Regions from separate parts of the Mus musculus genome. Here all the other regions are linked to region 4. A link is a contact called in public Hi-C and promoter capture Hi-C data. All regions are on one chromosome and are shown on one strand. The core of a region is the stretch at or near the end of the contact, and the rest is flanking DNA. Distances in the headings are between cores, read along the strand shown. Region 1 holds the start of Zfand2b (zinc finger, AN1 type domain 2B). Region 2 holds the start of Dnajb2 (DnaJ heat shock protein family (Hsp40) member B2). Region 3 holds the start of Ankzf1 (ankyrin repeat and zinc finger domain containing 1). Region 4 holds the start of Bcs1l (BCS1-like (yeast)).

Region 1 (4,655 bases), core at 1,997-4,496, 580 kb before region 4:
GACACGGCATAGTAATAAAAGGGACCTCTTTCCTTCCAAAGGCGAACTCAGGAGAAAAAGATATGTCCCCTCTCTTGCCTTCATTTCATCCTGGTGTAGGAGTTTGGTGCTAGCTATTGTAAGGAAAAGGGACCTTCCAGAAAGCATCGTGAGGAAATAAATGGCCTGCGCAAGGACGGCTGTGGTTTGGTTGTGTGGGGTACTGCAAGGGGTCTCTCCCCTTGAGCTGAATGAACATTCCCGAAAAAGAAACAGCACTCATACATCTTACTGATTGCCAGTCTTTACTCTTCCCGGCCCTCTCCCTGTCTGCTACATGTGGCAGCCCCAGGGAAAAGGGAGTAACATGATGAAAAAGGCTGTAGGGATTGAGTCTGGTTAGCACCTACCAAGGCCCCAACCAGAGAGCACTTCCCGGCCACCCTCTTCTGCAGCAGCAGAGCTAGCTTAGCTGCATGAGTGTCCTTCCTCTCCGGGCTCCATGGAGCGTCCTCCACGTCACTCCTGCTTGGCACTGCTGTCCAGGCTTCTCTGTGCTTCCTTTCCCTGTGGACCCTGGAGATGTGAGGGTCACAGTCCTTGGGTGAGCCTCTCTCCCCAAGCCCAGGGCCCTAGCACAGGCTGCAGTTGGACGGCTTCAAGCTACGACTCTGCGCCTGGAGCAAGGAGAGGAGAAGGAGGAGATGGTGTGATGTCAAAGACCAGAGGGGACAGGCTTCCTTTCAGGGCTCAGGGTGAGCTGGAGTCACTGGAAGGAAGCAAAGGGACGATCCCCACCCCACAGCAATACTACCCACAGCTGGGCAGGACCAACACAGGACCCAGCCCACACAGTCCTCTTACCTGCTGCTGTTGGTATTCTGCCTCACTGGCTGACAGTGCCTGTGCTAACGCCAAGTCGTCTTCCTCCTGAGAACTGGAAAGGAAGAGCTTATCATGGTACTGAGTACTTTAGAGTGTGACCTCCATCTTTACTTTCTATAGTCAACATGGTATTTATCAGAATTACTGCCATTGGTATGGCCTTTGGGGATATATGGTTCATCTAATTTTGAAATCAAATTTTTAGCTATTGTGGGTTGGTGTGGTCCCACCTTCATCCTTCCAAACAGATCTTGTTCTCATTCAGAGTAGGTACCTTAGAACCTGGGGTTTAGCCTCCGCAAGGGACAGTTCCAGGGCACGCTGCAGGGCCTCATCCTCACTCTGCAAAAGGAGACAGAAAGACCAGTCTCCCTGGACTTTAGTCTGTGTAGAATTACTTCAGTCTATCCAACCTTTCCCCAACTCACCAAGCCATTCTGCAAAGCAATAACAGGAGAGGCTGTCCTGGTTGGAAGCTGGGGTGTAGCTCTATGGAAGACATTAAAACAGGCTGTGGTCAGAAGTGTGAAGGGGTTAAAATGGGGAGAGGAGAAATGGGTAGGCCTACCTGCTTGGGGAGGATGATGAAGGCAAGGTCCGGCTTGGACTGGGGGCGGTGCTTGTAGAAGCCAGACCTTGTGCTCTAGAAATAGCAGCAAGCCTGAAGGGAAGAAAAGAAAACCATTCTAATAAATCTTCCAGCACAGGCTTTGGGTGTCAGGAGGGTAGTCAGTAATTTCAGCTACCTGGAAAGTTCAGACTGAAAAACTGAAAATTGTACAGGGCACAGTGAGTTCAATGACAGCCGGGGCAACTTTGTGGACTCTTGTCTCCAAGGAATAAAGGGAGCTGGAAGTAATGTATGCTGTAATTTCAGCACTGGAGGGTCTGAGGCAGGAGGACTGCCACAAGTTTGAAGCCAGCCTGGGCTAAGAAGTGAAACCTCTCAAAACAACAAAAGGGCCAAGGCAGTACCTCAGGGGCAGAGTGCTTGCTTGCCTAGTTTCAGTCCACAGCACTGCAAGCAAAATGGAGCAAAAAGCATAAAGACTGCCTTGGTCAAGGAAGACATGGCTGAAGCAAAGCAAGTTGGCTATTTGGTGGTAATTACCCTGCCCTGCTGGTCTGATGACCTTCCCCAGAGCATTCATGGTCCAGGGGATGACGGTGCTTGATGCAGAAGTTTCGGCCACAGCGATCACAAGTCAGTTTCATCATCTCCCGCTGCCGGCAGCCAGAACGTTCACACTTATTGGTGAAGATCTGAGATGAAACAGGGTTTGTTATTTAGGAAACTCATCTTCTCCTCTGGCCCCCATGGAGCTAGCCTTTTGGGTTTGCAGATGTCCGTATACTACGCTGGGTTGTCTCACTAACCCCTCCATTATTTATTTACCTTGCGTTTTTGCTGTGCTGGGTCAGAACGACAGTCTCTGTCAATGTGCTCTCCCACAGCACGGTCAGGAGGCTCTCCTCTGGCCACCGGCACAGGCACATTACAGAGAGGGCACACAGGTACCTGGATATCCTATAGTCAAGGGTCAGGAGTCAGTATGAGAGCCAAGCAATCTCTTAAAGAACCCGGATATACCACTCACAAATACACAAAAAACAAAGTTACCCAGTGCTGGGCTTAGAAACACAATAACTAAGAGGGGAAAACATAAAATAGACAGATCCTGAAAGCATCTGCACCCGCTCTCCTCTCCATACACCAACCCCTGCCACCCTCACGATCGCCCCCTCACCTTTTGGTAAGCTGATCCACAGTGATGCTGGGCGTAGGCCACATGGTCTGCGCAGAAGATGCCCGAGCAGGCATCGCACTTGAGTGGCAAAAAATCTACAGAGAATGGGTCAGATTGCGGGTTCAAAGGAAACTTAGATGTCCTTTCCTCTTGCGCAAAGCTGCTACTCAGGTAGGAAAAACTCTGCCCTATTTGCAACACACTGTACCTCTTTCACAGTACACGATCAATTTGGCCACGCCCCTAGTCTCCGCCCACAACTTCGAGCCCCGCCCTCCTGGCCTTTCCAGCTCCAGTGCTCACCCTCCTGGCCCTACCTGCAGTCCCCAGCCCCAGCCGTCCGGCCCCGCCTCCCGCGTGCTCCGCCCCTCACCCAAGCGCTGACAGCTCGGCTCGGAACAGTGAGCCCCGAGGTCCGGAAACTCCATCGCCTGGCCGTGCGGGGCCTGCTGCGGGGAAGAAACGAGAGCTGAGCGTGCCAAGGACTCCCGCTCCGGGCCCCGTCCGCAACACAGCAACTCCGGGGGGCTCCCCGCCCCGCCCCTTCCTCTCCCCCGCCCAGCACAGGTTACCGAAGCCTGAGCGTCCGCCGGCCCGCAGCCCCTACTCCTCCTCCCGAGGGCTCGCGCGCTCTGACGTCATCACGTTGGGCGGGTCCATCCCGGGCAACAGTAGATTGCAGGCGGAGAGTCCCAGAAGAGTTGAGCCACGCCCGGGAGCGGGTGTAAAGCTTAGAAGAGTTTTTTCAGAACCAACCAGTGAAGGCAAAGATGGACGTGTCGGTGGACAAGGGTGGTTTGGAAGCAGTTCGGCCTTTAGCCTGCTCACTTCGTCACTACCTTACTTTTCTCTAGCCATTTCTCCAGACCGAGGCTACCTCTTTTCTGTGAGGAGTTACAGTGTTTCTCAGTGGTGCAGATTCCTCTCCAGGTTTTAGTGTTGATGTTCACCCTCTAAGACATCCCTAGCCCTTGTCGGTATGATCTGAGCACACCTGCTCTGTCTTCTCCTCCCCTCCATCCCAGTTTACACGTCACCTCATTGAAATCAGCTGTTCACCAACCTGGCACAGTGTCTCAAGCCTTTACTCCCAACACTCAGAAAGCAGATGCAGGTGAATCTTTGTGAGTTCGACATCAGCATGGTCTACATATCGAATTCTAGGACAGCCAAGACTACATAGAGACACCCAGGCTCGGGGGTGAGGGAGGGAGGGAGAGAGAGAGAGAGAGAGGCATCGGCCACACAAAGGGGACTACCTGGTGAAAAGAGACATCCATAGTGAAAGGAGAGAAGACGAAAAACCCAAGAGAACTGCACACCCTTCCCTTCAATGATAAAATTAAAATATATCAAAGAGTCAAGGATCAGCTCTACCTGTTTCATACTGGGCCCTGCCTGGCACATAATACCTAAAGTACAACAGTCTCAGGTGAAACTCACTACATAGCTATTTTAAACAGATGCCTGGGTCCTAGGACTTCTGACTCAGAGGGGAGCTCCAGAAGGAATGGTAACACATTTCTAGTATGTCTCAACTTGAAAAACACTAGCCTAGCACATTCTCAGGGGTTCTGGAATGTTTTTTGAAGAGTGGCAGTCATTAAACTGGTGTACACCTTTAGGAACCACAGACTGAGACCTTCCTGGCTCAGCACATTTTGCTTCTCACACAGCTTCTCCTACTTGGAATTGGTAGTCACTCTACCTTCCCGTAGGTCTAGACGTGGAAACAAGTAATCAGGTGAAGTAAACAAACAAACAAACAAAAAACCAGTTTCTGCCTCTCAACTTTCCCCTCCTCTTCCTTTGATTTTCACTCTAAGACCGGTAGAAATTAAGACAGTCTTTCCTGGCTACCTCAGGCAGAAGCCCTGTTCTCAGCTCTAACTGTACCCAAACACCTTGACTTGGGTCATCTGCCGACTTACATGCCTGCCACACTCATGTGCTTGTTGGTTGTGTTATATCAGCAAACTCTGGGTTCGACTGAGAGGCCTAGTCTCAATGAATAAAGAGGAAGAGCAACCTCAACCTGCCAGA
Region 2 (4,618 bases), core at 956-3,455, 650 kb before region 4:
TTTGGTTTTGGTGTTTTGAGACAGGGTCTCATCCTGTATCCAGGCTGTCTTCAACCTCTCTGCAATCACCTTACCTCAGCCTCCTCAGTGCTGAGGTGACAAGTGTGAACCACCACCCACATCATCTCAGAAATACATTTTAAAAGATACTGTTAGCCGGGCGTGGTGGCGCACGCCTTTAATCCCAGCACTTGGGAGACAGAGGCAGGCAGATTTCTGAGTTCGAGGCCAACCTGGTCTACAAAGTGAGCTCCAGGATAGCCAGGACTATACGGAGAAACCCTGTCTCAAAAAAAAAAAAAAAAGATACTATTCATGTAGCCCAGGATGGTCATGAGTTTGATATGTGGCCAAGGAAGACCTTGAACTTTCGATCCTCCTGCCTCCATCTTGTGTCGCTAGGATTACAGGCATGCGCCACCACGCCAAGTTTATGCGGGGCTAGGGATCATACATAGGGCCTTGTGTATGTTACCAAAGCACTCTACTGACAAAGTTACAGCCTCAACTAGTGGTTGTTGTTTTGAAGTTTGTTTACTTATTGAAACAGGACCTTTGACCTTAAAATCCTCCTGCATTACCTTACCTCCTGAGTGCTGGAATTATAGCCATGTCTAGTCAGACTGTTTTCTAAATGAATGAATAAATGAATGAGTGAATGACCTGGGTCTGGAATCATGGCTTGACAGTAGAAAACTTGCTTTAGCATGTGCAATGCCCTAGGCATACTCAAGCACAGAGGAAAAAAAAAAATCACCCATCAGACCTGGATTCATATTCTGGCTCAAGAAATGGGCAAATTATTTCATCTCTCTCAGCCTCAGTTTACTAGCCTACAAAATGGGGGTGATAAGCTGGCCTGGCAGGAAAGCTATGACCTTCCCCGATCAGGACCCAAATTGCTCTTCAGACCCTGCTAGACAGACATAACATGGAGGCGATTAAACACTATCTAAAATAAAATCATGGAGGAGACGGGATGGAGGCGTGGCTTTAGGAAGGAGTACCAAGAATGAATGGAAGCAGGGGGACATGCCGGTCCCTGCAGGACCCCAAGCCTTACTGTCAGATAGTACTTCATAGGCCTCTGCCACCTCCTTAAATTTTTTTTCAGCAAATTCTTTATTATCCGGGTTCTTGTCTGGGTGCCACTGCAGAGCCTTCTTTCGGTACCTGCAGGAAGTGAGTGCAGAGGGAGGGTCAGGAGACTGATGTAGGCTTTGCCCACCGACTACCCTTTTTGCTTAGTCCAACACCCTTTCACTGCCCCGATCCCAGAATACCTCACGACTGCAGCCTGTATTCAGGGGTTTCTCTCCCTGTGGTGTGCCAGGGATATGAGTAAAAAGGAAAGTCCCTGCCATAAGCCCTTTCTTGGGGTTCTTTTGATAGAGCTATCTATAGCCACAGGGAGAGTGGAGACACTGTCCTGTCTCATAGCCTGGGCATTTTAGCACTGCAACCTGGGCAAGCCCACATGTAGGAGCTGGAGGAGAGGGGAGCTGGGTGTATAGAGGACGCTAAAGAAGGTCAGCTCTTCTTCCCTGGCTGGACTTGGTCTTCGTACTTTCCCAAGGGTCTCCTTCCTCCCTTCAGCCAGACCTCTAAAGGGCCCCTGGCACTCAGGGGGGCGGGGAACAAGGGTCAGAGCCTTTCTGTAACACAGCCGAGGCACTTACGCCTTCTTGATGTCATCAGGGGACGCACTCCGCGGTACGTCTAGAATCTCGTAGTAGGATGCCATGGCAACTCAGCGTCAGACGTCCCTCCTCCAGGCTGCGGGAGAGAAGGGGTCAGGCCGACAGAGGCACCGCAGCTCCGTGCGGCCGCAACCCCGGGCAGGCAGGCGACACTTCGAGGTGGAATCGGGCCGGGGAGCCACGCCTGCGGCCAGTGACTAGGCTCCTTCGCAGCCTTTATCTGGTCCCGCAGGCCGGTGCCCAGGGCTATCTCACGGCAGGAGTGGGGAGCCCTACCCGAACCCCCTAAGTCTAGTAACCCGATCTGAACCCCCAACCTGACCCAGCTGGGACCGCACCTCCTCTGCCGGGAGTCCCGCCCCTGCCCCCCGCAGGGGAACCGCCTAGCACCCGCTGCCCGGCTCGCGGCCACTGCGTACGACACGCCAGGCTGGGTTGTGTGCGCAAGCATGCGTCAGCGCCCTGGAAACTACTAGAGACTCAGAGGGCCGGCTCGGCCGGTCACACGAGGGGGCGGGGGCGGGGGGGGCGGGGGCGCTGCAGGGGCTGCTGGGAGATGAGGGCGGAGCCGTTTATTTTAGTTTTTCACCCAGGCGACGTCATTCCCAGGTGGGACTTAGGAGGCTGAAGTCGGCTATATCTTTCCAGCTATGACGCAGTCTCTCAAACACAGGCAGAGGGGCGGTCCGCAAGCTAGGTGCGGGTCCCCTGTCCTGTCGCTGGCCTCTAAAAGTGCTTCACGATCCCTGAGTACTTCCCCCAGGCCATCACCTCCAAGACTCACCGAGTCTCCTCTGGGCCTAACCCTTCTTCATAGCTTAGCTCCAGTGCTAAGTCTTCAAAAGAGGCTGCCCTGGCTCCCCTGAGTAGGTCAGACCTGCTTTTTATAGAGTCTCGTGGCATTTTCTTCTCCACACTGTCAGAGCCACAAATTAACATTTATTTGATGATCATCTATCTCCCCCAGTAGAATGTAAATTATACAAGGTAAGAATTGTGTCCTCCTTCGTTCGTCATCCCCTTAGTCTTTAGTCAGAATTGAAACGTATCAGTTGGACAGCCGAATAACACTTGGAAGACTTTTAACATTTTTGACCTAGAAAGGGTGAGGTAGAAGAGCCTAGTATGAGGAAATTAGTAGACTCAACGTTTCTCTTCCACAGCTGATCGTAAGTAGATCTATTTAGCCTCAGAATGATTTCTGGATTCAGATCTCAGGAAAAGGGAACCTTCCAGAAGTGGGTCTTGTTTTATTCCATCTGGCCAATTCCTAGACATTAGTGTACTGTTTTCTTAGTAGATGCTGCCAGAAGGTACTAAGAATGTAAAGCTATGGGGATAGCTTAGGGGTAGAGTGCTTGCCCAGCAGCCGCCAGACCTTACTTAGCCTCAATTCCCAGCACTGGGGGAGGGATAAAAAATGGCATGGGATGTCACACACACACACACACACACACACACACACACACACACACAGCCTATCAGCAGAACCCACTGGGAAACTCAGAACTCTGAGAGCAGGGAGACCTGGCCTTGCAACCGGATGCTGCTGTGTGACTTGGGAACATCCAAGGCCTGTTTTCCCCCTTAAGTATAGGTAACACCTAGAGTTGTTAGAAGTCAAATGAAGCATGGTTTATGGAAGCTGTTATTAGCATAATGCTTTCTGGTGTCACACATGACCCAAGCAGGAATGGTTGTATGAGTCCAGTCAGTGTTTCAGGACAGGTGACCTGGGGACATCTCATCAAAGCAACAGCTTGAGCACCAACCAAGGGAAGGCTGCCGTCATTTTGTCCCCTTTTCCTGTCTCCCCACCTTCTGAACTCCTGCCTACATCTAGAGACTTCCTACCTACACTTGGGGAATTTTGGTTGTTTCAGCCTTAATAAGAGATGAAGTATCTACCACAGAACTTTGAGGCTCTTGCTTCCCTGATCTAAGGGTGCAGGCACAAGATGAGTTCTGCCAATGAGAAGTCACGACTAAGTGGGACTTCAAATCTGAATAGAGAAAGAGAGATGAAGGTGAAGGTGGCTAAGAATTTGCTTCTGTGTAGTGCAGGTTGCTGTGGGTCCTTCAGCGGCCTCTTGTGCCTGGAGGAGGAAGTGTCTGTCCCCGTGCTGAGGACAGATGATCACTGTCGGGAGGGAGGGGACAGAGCTGCCAGACCTCCTTTGTCACTGCTGTTTGAGGTTTGGCTGCCAGCCCTGCATTGACTGAATCGATGCGAGTTCCATACGTTGCTAATTTGAGGGTGATTTAGTGGCGGGAAATGGTTGATTTAGTTTAGTTTTGCTTTGCTTTGCTTTATTTTGTTTTGTTTTGTTGGTGGTTTAATTTTCTTGGTTAGCTTCTGCTGATTGCAATCGAATTCTGACTGACCCAAGGACCAAGAAGTACTTATATTTGGTTTAAACAAATCAAGAGTAAGTAAATTACTCCAAAATCTTCCAAGTTTTTGCTATTTTTCTCTTTCTCTCATCTCAACACACAGCAGGCTAGCACCTACCAGGAATGTGATATTAAGAAAAGCCAGGCTGGAGAGATGGCTCAGTGGTTAAGAGCACTGACTGTTCTTCCAGAGGTTCTGAGTTCAATTCCCCCACAGGGTGGCTCGCAACCATCTGTAATGGGATCCAATGCCCTCCCTGGTGTGTCTGGAGACAGCTACAGTGTACTCAGAAACATTAAAAAAAAAAAAAAGGATAGAATAGAAAAGCCAGGACTGGTGAGATGGCTCCTCTGATCGCCACTTGGATGCTATGTATGACTCAGGTGTGTGCATACAATAAACATTGCACCTGCACTATAGTCTAAATCCGAGGTGTAGTCTCAACCTTTGGAAGGCTGAGGAGGGAGAGCTACTTCAGGTTCAAGGCCAGTCTAAATAGTGTCAGCTCAGCCCGGACTGCAGA
Region 3 (4,411 bases), core at 435-2,934, 600 kb before region 4:
ATGTCCTGTACCACTGAACTGCATCCGGCCCGCAGCTCCTTTTTCAGTCTATTGAGTGCTACCCAACACATCTGAGGAACCTTCTAACAAGGGTAAATTATCAAAACTGAGCCATCAATCAGGAAAATAATTCCTGAATCCATGTCTTCCAAATCCTCAGATACACAGTTAAGGCTAACTCTAGAAGTACTTCTATCCCTTTACATCAAACTTAACTGAAGCTGGACGTGGTGATGCAGCTCGGCAGAGGCAGACAGATGTCTTATGAGTTAGAGGTCAGCCTGGTCTACATAGTGAGTTCCAGGCCAACCAAGGCTACGCAGTAAGACCCTATCTCAAAAACAAAACAAAACACAACATCCCCACTGATATGGTTAATGGGCAACCCCTTGCTCTTAAAAGTGAACTTGTGGGTGTACATAGCGGTCTCTCTGAGTTTAAGCAAGCACACACCCAGGAAAACAAGTCCAGGAATGGTCTTTATCACATCTTGATACCTAACCAAAACCTAGGAAAGGTGTACATCACAGTGTCTGAAAGGTCCCTTTAGCCCCCTTCCTAGTAAGCCCTAAAATACTTCTGCCGCACTGGGGATGGAATCCAGACCTGTACACTGTACAGTCTAGGTTTTTCTTAAAGTCCCACGTCTCCTTCTTGCCTCAGATTCCTAAGTGCTAGGGTTACAGGTGGGTATTAACAACTCCCAGATTAAATTTATTTTTAACCATATAAAACCAGTTCCTAAATGGATGTTCACATCTTATAACTCCCAGTTGCAGTGGACAACCTAAAAAAGTGCAAGAAAACACAGCCGAAGACAAACTAGTGTAGAAAATCAGTAAATTATTCTATATTTAGCAAAAGGGAATATATCTGACTGGAGTCTACTTCGATTTGAAATAGACCTAGGAAAGGTGTTTTAAAAGCAGTGGTATTAATGTAACGAGATATAAACAATAGCTAGAAACCTTTATGGTGACAATTTATGGGCCAGCCCTGTATAAACAACCCAAGGCTGAAATATATTGAGGAAAGAAAAAGCCGACCAACATAAAGTCAGTGTGGATTCCTAAATTGGGAAATCACGATGTAAGTCTTCCGTGTTAATAGACTTCACGGAACCCTGTGACGTTCCTCATAGGTCCACCCCAAAGCAACCCGGATACCTGGACAGGAAGTACGCGGCGCCCAGGCCAGAGCCTCCCCAGGAGCTTGGCTCACCAGGCTCAGGCCCCGAATGAGTGGAGCTTCCCCGTTGAGGGACAACAGGGAAACGGAGGCAGGGGCTGAGGCTGCACTTGGAGCTGGCGACGTGGCTGAAGAAGAAACGGAGGGCAGAAACAACTCTCCAGAACGAGATCCTACTGCCGCATCGCCAGCCGGTTTGGCCATCCCCACGCAGAAATGCCCTTCAGCCTTTACCCGCTCCCACAAATCAGTTCTGCGGTAAATACGTGAGGATCTTCAGGAGTGAAATGGAGAGCACCAAGACCCAATTCGAGTCCAGGAGTTACCAGTCAGAGTCTACCCAACGGAACTACTAGCACCGACACCAAGCCTCGTCACTCGACCCTCCCTCAGAAGCCTCCCCTAATGTCCCGAGAGCCGAGCCACACGCAAGACCACGTTCGAAAACTGGATTTCTGCAACACCACAACAATTCGGCGGCTACGGAGAGGCGAAGGGGACACACTGCCGCGCCCGTAGCCCAGCCCCTCATCACGTAGAGCACACTATTGGTCTTCTGCTCTCCAAGACCCGCCTTCAGCCTTCCGTCCTGCCCCCTGGGCTAAGAATTGGCCACCATGTCTCCACCCACTTTTTTCATTGGCCAGACTGGCTGCGGGTGACAGTGAATGACAGACGGAGGGCCTAGAGCTCCGGGTCTGGCAGAGCCCAGCAGAACAGACCCGGCTTCTGGAATCCCCTGGATCCCGGTTCCTGCGGTGACACGCGAGGCTGGTAACTGGAATCTCCAGACCCAGGCCCAAGCTGGCCAGGGATGCCCACTGAGCCCCAAGTGAGCTTGTAATGCGTAACGGGGGCAGGGGAGCGGCGGGCGGGCCGGGGGCGCGCAGCTAGAATGTTTTGATAGAGGGCGCGCGCGGCCAGGGGAGCGCGCGTGCGCCGGGGCCGCGCGCCGGGTTGTCCGCTGTTGGGAGCCTAGCCCCCGGCCTGGGGCCGGGCGACCCTGGGGCGCCCTGTGCTCAGGTCTAGGTGGCTGGGATTGGGGAGGCATCCCAGCCCACCAGGGATTTCAGCTGTAGATCTGGCTCGACCCCTCCACCATCCACAGACACCCCTGGGCACAGGCCCTTCCTGGGGAGATCCATGGGCCCTGGGTCTACACTGACCAGGTGAGTGTGTTTCCAGAGGCACACACCTCTTATTATTAACCAAGGGACTCCCTCTGGGACCAGGTCGGACCAAGATCCACCATCCCCAGAGTCTTTACTGATTGGGAGTATACCATACCACCTTGACCCCACCTGGCACTAGGCACCCAGGGAACCCACTTATTCAAGCGGGATCCGGAGTCTACATGGACTGGAAAATTCTGATCCAAAAGCCATGCCTGCCTACGTCTCTGATGCTAGGGAAGCAGAAGGGATTGTCCAGAAAAATCTTGAGAAGACTCCCATTCGGGGTTTTCTGGACCCCGAAAAGCATGTCTGATTTCTAAAGTTGAGGTAGACCAGAGGTAAAACAGTCCCAAAGGGCTGTTTGGATTCGGACCTGTACTGACTCACTCTGCACTGGGTCAGAGAGTTTAGTTACTCCCTGGTATCCTCAAAGTAGATGAATGGTTCTACATAGAACAACAGGGGACATCTGACACAACTGGCAAAGTGTCTCTTCCCCATCTCTCTGCCCTCCTTAGTGGGGGCTTGGACCGGTGGGAGGGTTGGATTTTTTTCTGTCCCAACTCTCCATTCTTTGAAGCCTGACACCTTTTCCTCCAGCAGCTGTCCAACCAGGGCACCCAGGACTGACGTGTAGCAGAAACTGTCCATGGAGCTGGTAGGACCATGTGCTTATCTTAAACCTTTGTTTACAAAAACATGCTTTCAAACTGTTAGTCTCTAGAGAGACCAGGGTTTCCAGGAGGGGCAGGGGAGGAAACTTTCTCTTCATTGGACAGAAAATGAAACAACTCACCCCATACCAGAGGGGCAGATTCTGGCATAGTAGCTAAGCCAGCAAAAGGTTCTGGGATTCAGGACCAGGGTGAAGGCCCCCTTAAGTCCCAAGCTTAGCTGTGCTTCTTGGGCTATATTATCCCTGTACTGCTTCTGAGTCAAGGATGCTAGTGGGAAAAAACAAATCCCTTTCTCATTCCCTCTGGCCTGGTGGGCAGGACAGCAAGGAGACAGTGCCTGGATCTGATCCGGGTTCTCTTCACTGGCAGGTTAACAAGGTGGACAGGGGGCTGTGGTGATGGCACAGTTTGACACTGAATACCAGCGCCTAGAGGCCTCCTATAGCGATTCGCCCCCCGGGGAAGAGGACCTGTTGGTGCATGTGGCCGAGGGGAGCAAATGTGAGTTTTGGGACATGACAGCTAGAGCAGGGGCATGGGCGGAAGTTGCTGGAGGAACCCTGAGTGAGCAGGGCAAGCGGAGGGGGGAGGCTGGGGGGGGAGAATAGCCACTTCAGGGAGCTGACATCTCTGCTCCTGTGTCCACAGCACCTTGGCACCACATTGAAAACCTTGACCTCTTCTTCTCTCGAATATCCTTTGTGTCTCTGCTTTGGAGCTCTTCCACCTTTTAGCCTGTCTCTGAGCGAGGGAGGTCTCTGATGGGAAACAGGGATGCGTTCCACTCCGGTCCATGGAAAGGGAAATGAAACTCATATTGAAATAACGATTGCTAAAAGTAGTGATACCTCATATTAGCTGAGAGCTCTATGTACTTGTGTTACTTTATGAAGAGCTTTTCTAAGGGTGTAAGTTGTTAATGGTAATAATGCCTTTCGACTCTGTCATTTCAGTGCTGAATACTTTGAATGCATGCTCCTAGACCCAATAACCCTAAGAGGTAGCAATGGCTATTATCAGTTTGCCACTGTGGGCAAAGCTTAGGGAAGTGACCTGTTAAAGATCACACTCCGGAGAGTTCTAGAGCCAGGACTTCAGCTTGGGAGTGTGAGGACATCAAAGTCTGTATTCTTAGGTGTCTTTTGCTTACCGGCCACTTTTTCTTAACACTTACACGTTTATAATCTCCACCAGAAGAATGGCTTCACATGTATGCTCATTGGAGAGATGTTTGAACTCATGTAAGTATACGAAGGGATTCATGCTGTGGTAAAAGAATCCTTCTGGTCTTTCTTTTTGCACCTGCCAAGGCAACACAATCCTAGGCCCTAAACTCTGCAGACCTTTATGTCTCAGGCCCAGGTATAACAT
Region 4 (4,241 bases), core at 1,706-4,205:
GCAAGGTGAGAGCTGCCTTCAAATTGTTCTCCAACCTCCACATACGTGCACCTGCACACACATGCACACTAAACTAAAAACAAAAGATTTCCCATCTCCAGCATCCACACTTACTCTCCACAGCCAAGTCTCTACTGAGAAAAGCAGCATCCACATCTTCCAGGAGCACCAAGCTCTGCTGTGGTGCTACACTCAGTAGATGGTTGAGCCGGTCATCTGAGAGGCTAGAGTCTGTGAGGCTGAGCAGGCAGATGCTGTGTTCCAGTTCTCCAGCCAGGGCTGTTCTGTGGACAGTGACATGGAAGGAGGTCCTAGGCAACCTGAAGACTTCGGGAGTCCTAGGAGGTAGGCTGCAAAGGCCTGTTTCCTATACCACTCACTTGATATATATCTATGGATCTCATGTTTATCCTGATCCTTGCTTCCCAGATTCATTCCTCTTCTAATAATTTCAGCCCAGTTTTTCTGCAAAGGCTGTTACTCAAAGTCAAGAAAATTTGACTACTCACATAAAACTGCTCTTTCCACAACCAGGGGGCCCATAAAGAAGGTAGCCACGTCTGTAGGGAATGCCTAGGGATATAACCAGGATAAACAAGACCTACAGTGAATCATGTACTCTGGCCCAGGTGTCCACATCTACCCTCAGCTCCATTCCCTGCTAGTGGTCCTAGAGGCAGAAAAGATATTCTCATAGACGAGCTTTCTTTCCCTTTCACCTGAGCTAGAATTTCCTGTAACTTCACCTGGCTACAAACTCGGCTAGATTCCAGCTGCTGCTTACCTCTGTCAATGTACCACTTGGGGTTATCAATAAATTCCCGGATATCTTTGACAATTCGGTCAGCCAGACCCTGCTGTAGGACTACAGAATCCAGTGGCCGACGTCGGCGCGGATAACCAAAGGTACGCCATTCAGACCCCACAGCTGTGTACATCACAGTCTTCCCTTCCTCCTGCTGCAGGGCCAGTGCTCGAGCTGGGAGCAAGGAAGTAAAACAGTCCCTTGATCATGCTGATGCTTCAGTCAGGTAGAGCTCTGACCTGGTACCCTTCTCCCAAGGACTCGGATCCTTATTCCTCCTCTCCAAGCAGCAGATGCCCAACCTCCCCACTTTGATAGCCTGCCTGTCCCATCTCATACCTTCTTCCAGGATGTTGAAGAAAACCTTTCGGTCAGTGCCCAGGGCCGTGAAGGTGACAGATTCCCAAGGAGTCCCTGTTTGCAAGTCTACCATCTGCATGTCTCGGTTTCGTTCTACCCGGATCCATTTTCCCTGATACCTGAATAAAATTGTCAAAGTGACCCAATTTCCTCCATCGATCCACCCTCTCCTCAGAGCCCTACCTAGTTTCCTATCTTACCAAATGAAGTGGTTTCCAGGGCTGGGGATAAATTCAAACTTGGTGGAGATCCGGCCACTTTCATGCTGAAGGTATGAGGTTTCAACACTGAGGTGCTGAGTGCGGGTGCTGTGTCGGGTAAGCCAGCTAAGCAACCAGGCATAGCTTCTGTCTCTGGCAGGGACTTCCAGTGTGATCATGTAATGGCGCCGGAATGCCACTAGACCCAACTGGGCTCCTTTCCGGGCCATAGCCAGAGCCGTACCCACACCTACCAGCCCAAATCCAGCCCCAAAGTAGGGATTGTCTTTAAGGGCCAGAACAAAGTCTGAAAATGGCATCTTGAAAAGAAGCAGCACAGATGCTTATAGGCTCTGAGGCACTGTCAAAACCGAGGGATGGATTGTAGCAGAACTGGAAGAAAGCATAAGACTAGTATAGAAACTAGACCAGTCAATCTTGCTCCGCTCCCTCCCACAGAAGCAAGATGGACAGGTCAGCAGGACTGTGTTTCAGTGGAGTAGGAATGGTGTTGGAATGCCACAGCAAACACCCCAGGCTCTTCAATCCATTTTGCTCTTCAGTTAGACCTTTTGCCAGAAGGCCATTTTGGAGAGTTTCTCAATTCCAAAAAGCAATGTACCCAGCTCCACATCAGGATACTAGAAAGGCAAGACTCTGGTCCCTGGCAAGAGCTAGACAGAAGGGTCCCCACTGAATGGAATCGGCAAAGGTGATTTTTCCATTGCTCTGTCAATGACCACATGCCTTACCATCAGAAATGTCTTTCAAATATCCTCTCCCTTACACCCCGTTCCTAATGTCCTGTACAGACATTTATTACTTCTCACCTAAACTATTTCTTGCAAGTTATTTTGGTTCTTGAGGTGATATTTGAATGGACCTTCAGCACCTGCATCATCCAAACCCACCAATCCCAGACACGCTACAATTCTGTCACTTGTATTCCAGCACCCTTGGTGCCTTGCTCCCATTGGGTTCAAATACCACAGCCGGATACGCAGGGATGCCTACATTAGAATGCGTACCTTTACTAGCAAATCACTACCTACTTCTAGCTCTCTCAGTTCTGTTGGTACCGAATGACCCCCACCCCTTTATTCTAGGCATTCTTTTTCATTGAGATCATATAGTCTACTTCTTCCACGGAGCCTTTTTCTTTTTCTTTTTTTTTTTTTTTGGAGCCTTTTTCAAATTCAACCCAATTAAGATGTGACTAAGCCTAACTTAAGACAATGCCTAAGGGGACAAAATGGCAATTATTTCCAGAACACCTCTCCTTGCAACACTTCTCCACTGCCACTCCTCTGCCTGGCACACCGGCCCACTGGTGAATTGACAGCCGTGACCTCCGCTAAGGCTCGGAGCTGTGATCCAGAATTCCAAAGCACCTTTGCATGGAGAGCCGCTGACGAAGATCTCCTGGCCCCCGGCTCCCGAACCCTGACACACAGCAGCTGACTCCCGGACACCCTATACACAGACCTGCTCGCGCTTCCAGGAACGTGGGAGAGAGAAATCTGTCACTCCGCCCCCTTCCCTCCATGACTCTCTGGCCCTCACACTCGATGGTTTCGCCGGGCCTACGAAGAGGCAGCGCCGCTAGTCCCGCCCCGGACTGCTGCATCTACTTCCGGCCACACCCACCACGGAGTCCTTGCCACTCTTCCCTGCAATTCTCGATGGTTCCGCTTTGGGGCTTCAGAAGGGGGGTACTCAAGGACATAGAGGGGAAACCATAGAGTAGCACGGGCCTTGAAGAGAGACAGAGTGGCTGCCACACGTCAGATTCCTAGAGGCGCCTGGGCCGGGGGCGGCCACATCAAAGGCCCCCGAGGAGCCACTCCAGTCCCAGTCGGACCATAGAGATGCAGCTCCCGCCAGCCCACGGGTAGGAGGTGAGAGAGCGGCTGTCGGCGGGAACCAGGGGAAGTGCGGGCGCTGTGAGCTGAAGGTAAAAGTTTCTCTAGCTCCAGCTTGAGTGGGCCCTGGAGGTGGAGCCCGCGGGAGGAGGTGCTGCGGGGAGCGCGCCGGTGAGAGGGGCGCGGGCGCATCTCTGCTGGACTCGGGCGTCTCAGTCGCGTCACAGCTCCGGGCCCCGCCCGGGTATCCGCTGCCTCTCCTCAGGACCAGAACCGTGACGATGCATCATCCCAAGCCTTGCAGGTTCCAAAACGCCTTTCTCCTCCGCTGTATCTCGTGACTTGGCTGTCGCCCCACAGTGTAAAAGCTGTCGTCGCCGCCGCCTCCACTTTACAGACAGGAAAGCTGAGGTCCTGAGAAGCGAGGCAAGTGCATCGACTCAAGGCTACACGGTGAGTCAAAGCCCAGAGGCGCGTGGGAACTGAGGTGCCTACGCAGGGTTGCCTTGTTCCCCAGGCTTCGGTATCCCTTGCTTCTCCAGTCTCAAAAGCACGTTACTTCTTTCTGGCTCTCTCCTACCTCCTCCCCCGCATCTTCCTGAGGCCATGTGATGGGCTGGAAGACCGCCTAGAGCAGCAATAATTAGTAGTCCGTGGGGGCTGTGATTTCCAAAAAGCCTCGCTGACCACGGAAGTGCACTTCCCTGCCTCCTTCTTGAATTGCTGTCTGTTCCTGCTGTTATGCTTTTTAAAGACATATTTGTTTATTTTATGTATGTGAGTACACGGTTGCTTTCTTCAGACACAGGAGAAAGGGCATCGGATCCTATTAACAGATAGTTGCGAGCCACCATGTGGTTGCTGGGAATTGAACCCAGGACCTCTGGAAGAGCAGTCAGTGCTCTTCATCACTGCGCCATCCCTACAGCCCTCGTGCTGTTTTTACGTGGAGGGATTCTGTAGAATGAGAACTAGCCACTCTCACCTGGCACATACTCAGTGACCCAGTTTTGT

What was found. A called contact is a pair of places that touch in the nucleus more often than the background predicts. Capture Hi-C pulls out chosen DNA fragments and counts their contacts.
Region 1: a contact with region 4 is called in a Hi-C map of B cells, with 15 read pairs. The contact joins the promoter of Zfand2b here to the promoter of Bcs1l in region 4. A contact is called at or near these places in 9 of 39 promoter capture datasets (the C10 cell line, cranial neural crest, frontonasal cranial neural crest and 5 more), 4 of 484 Hi-C or Micro-C datasets (B cells, CD8 T cells, muscle stem cells and 1 more), 2 of 115 datasets of contacts at active chromatin or transcription factors (bone marrow-derived macrophages and extraembryonic endoderm stem cells) and 3 of 9 other capture datasets (adipose tissue, liver and pancreatic islet).
Region 2: a contact with region 4 is called in a promoter capture Hi-C map of pancreatic islet. The contact joins the promoter of Dnajb2 here to the promoter of Bcs1l in region 4. A contact is called at or near these places in 2 of 39 promoter capture datasets (liver and pre-B cells), 3 of 484 Hi-C or Micro-C datasets (B cells, the G1E-ER4 cell line and memory CD8 T cells), 2 of 115 datasets of contacts at active chromatin or transcription factors (extraembryonic endoderm stem cells and memory CD8 T cells) and 2 of 9 other capture datasets (liver and pancreatic islet).
Region 3: a promoter capture Hi-C map of liver shows a contact between it and region 4. The contact joins the promoter of Ankzf1 here to the promoter of Bcs1l in region 4. A contact is called at or near these places in 4 of 39 promoter capture datasets (cranial neural crest, hippocampal neurons, liver and 1 more), 2 of 484 Hi-C or Micro-C datasets (embryonic stem cells and pre-pro-B cells), 6 of 115 datasets of contacts at active chromatin or transcription factors (bone marrow-derived macrophages, embryonic forebrain, large pre-B cells and 2 more) and 3 of 9 other capture datasets (adipose tissue, liver and pancreatic islet).

The regions. Positions count from the first base shown.
Region 1 is chr1:75,167,237-75,171,891 of GRCm38.p6, reverse strand. It overlaps Zfand2b (zinc finger, AN1 type domain 2B), which reads right to left and starts at 3,246. Exons shown (of 10, transcript NM_001159905.1): 1 at 3,185-3,246; 2 at 2,986-3,061; 3 at 2,613-2,707; 4 at 2,261-2,392; 5 at 1,976-2,127; 6 at 1,433-1,525; 7 at 1,293-1,353; 8 at 1,139-1,206; 9 at 844-916; 10 at 266-656. The coding sequence starts at 3,040. The coding sequence ends at 612. Abcb6 (ATP-binding cassette, sub-family B (MDR/TAP), member 6) reads left to right here. Exons shown (of 19, transcript NM_023732.3): 19 at 1-252. The coding sequence ends at 12.
Region 2 is chr1:75,234,010-75,238,627 of GRCm38.p6, reverse strand. Dnajb2 (DnaJ heat shock protein family (Hsp40) member B2) reads right to left here and starts at 2,205. Exons shown (of 9, transcript NM_001159883.1): 1 at 2,039-2,205; 2 at 1,680-1,776; 3 at 1,064-1,173. The coding sequence starts at 1,744.
Region 3 is chr1:75,189,433-75,193,843 of GRCm38.p6, reverse strand. Ankzf1 (ankyrin repeat and zinc finger domain containing 1) reads right to left here and starts at 1,684. Exons shown (of 13, transcript NM_026187.5): 1 at 1,167-1,684. The coding sequence starts at 1,392. Atg9a (autophagy related 9A) reads left to right here and starts at 1,834. Exons shown (of 16, transcript NM_001288612.1): 1 at 1,834-2,020; 2 at 2,964-3,021; 3 at 3,410-3,541; 4 at 3,689-3,732; 5 at 4,217-4,281. The coding sequence starts at 3,439.
Region 4 is chr1:74,587,003-74,591,243 of GRCm38.p6, reverse strand. It overlaps Bcs1l (BCS1-like (yeast)), which reads right to left and starts at 2,955. Exons shown (of 8, transcript NM_001305652.1): 1 at 2,851-2,955; 2 at 1,366-1,758; 3 at 1,145-1,284; 4 at 785-979; 5 at 510-573; 6 at 115-284. The coding sequence starts at 1,685. It overlaps Zfp142 (zinc finger protein 142), which reads left to right and starts at 3,216. Exons shown (of 9, transcript NM_001310668.1): 1 at 3,216-3,680.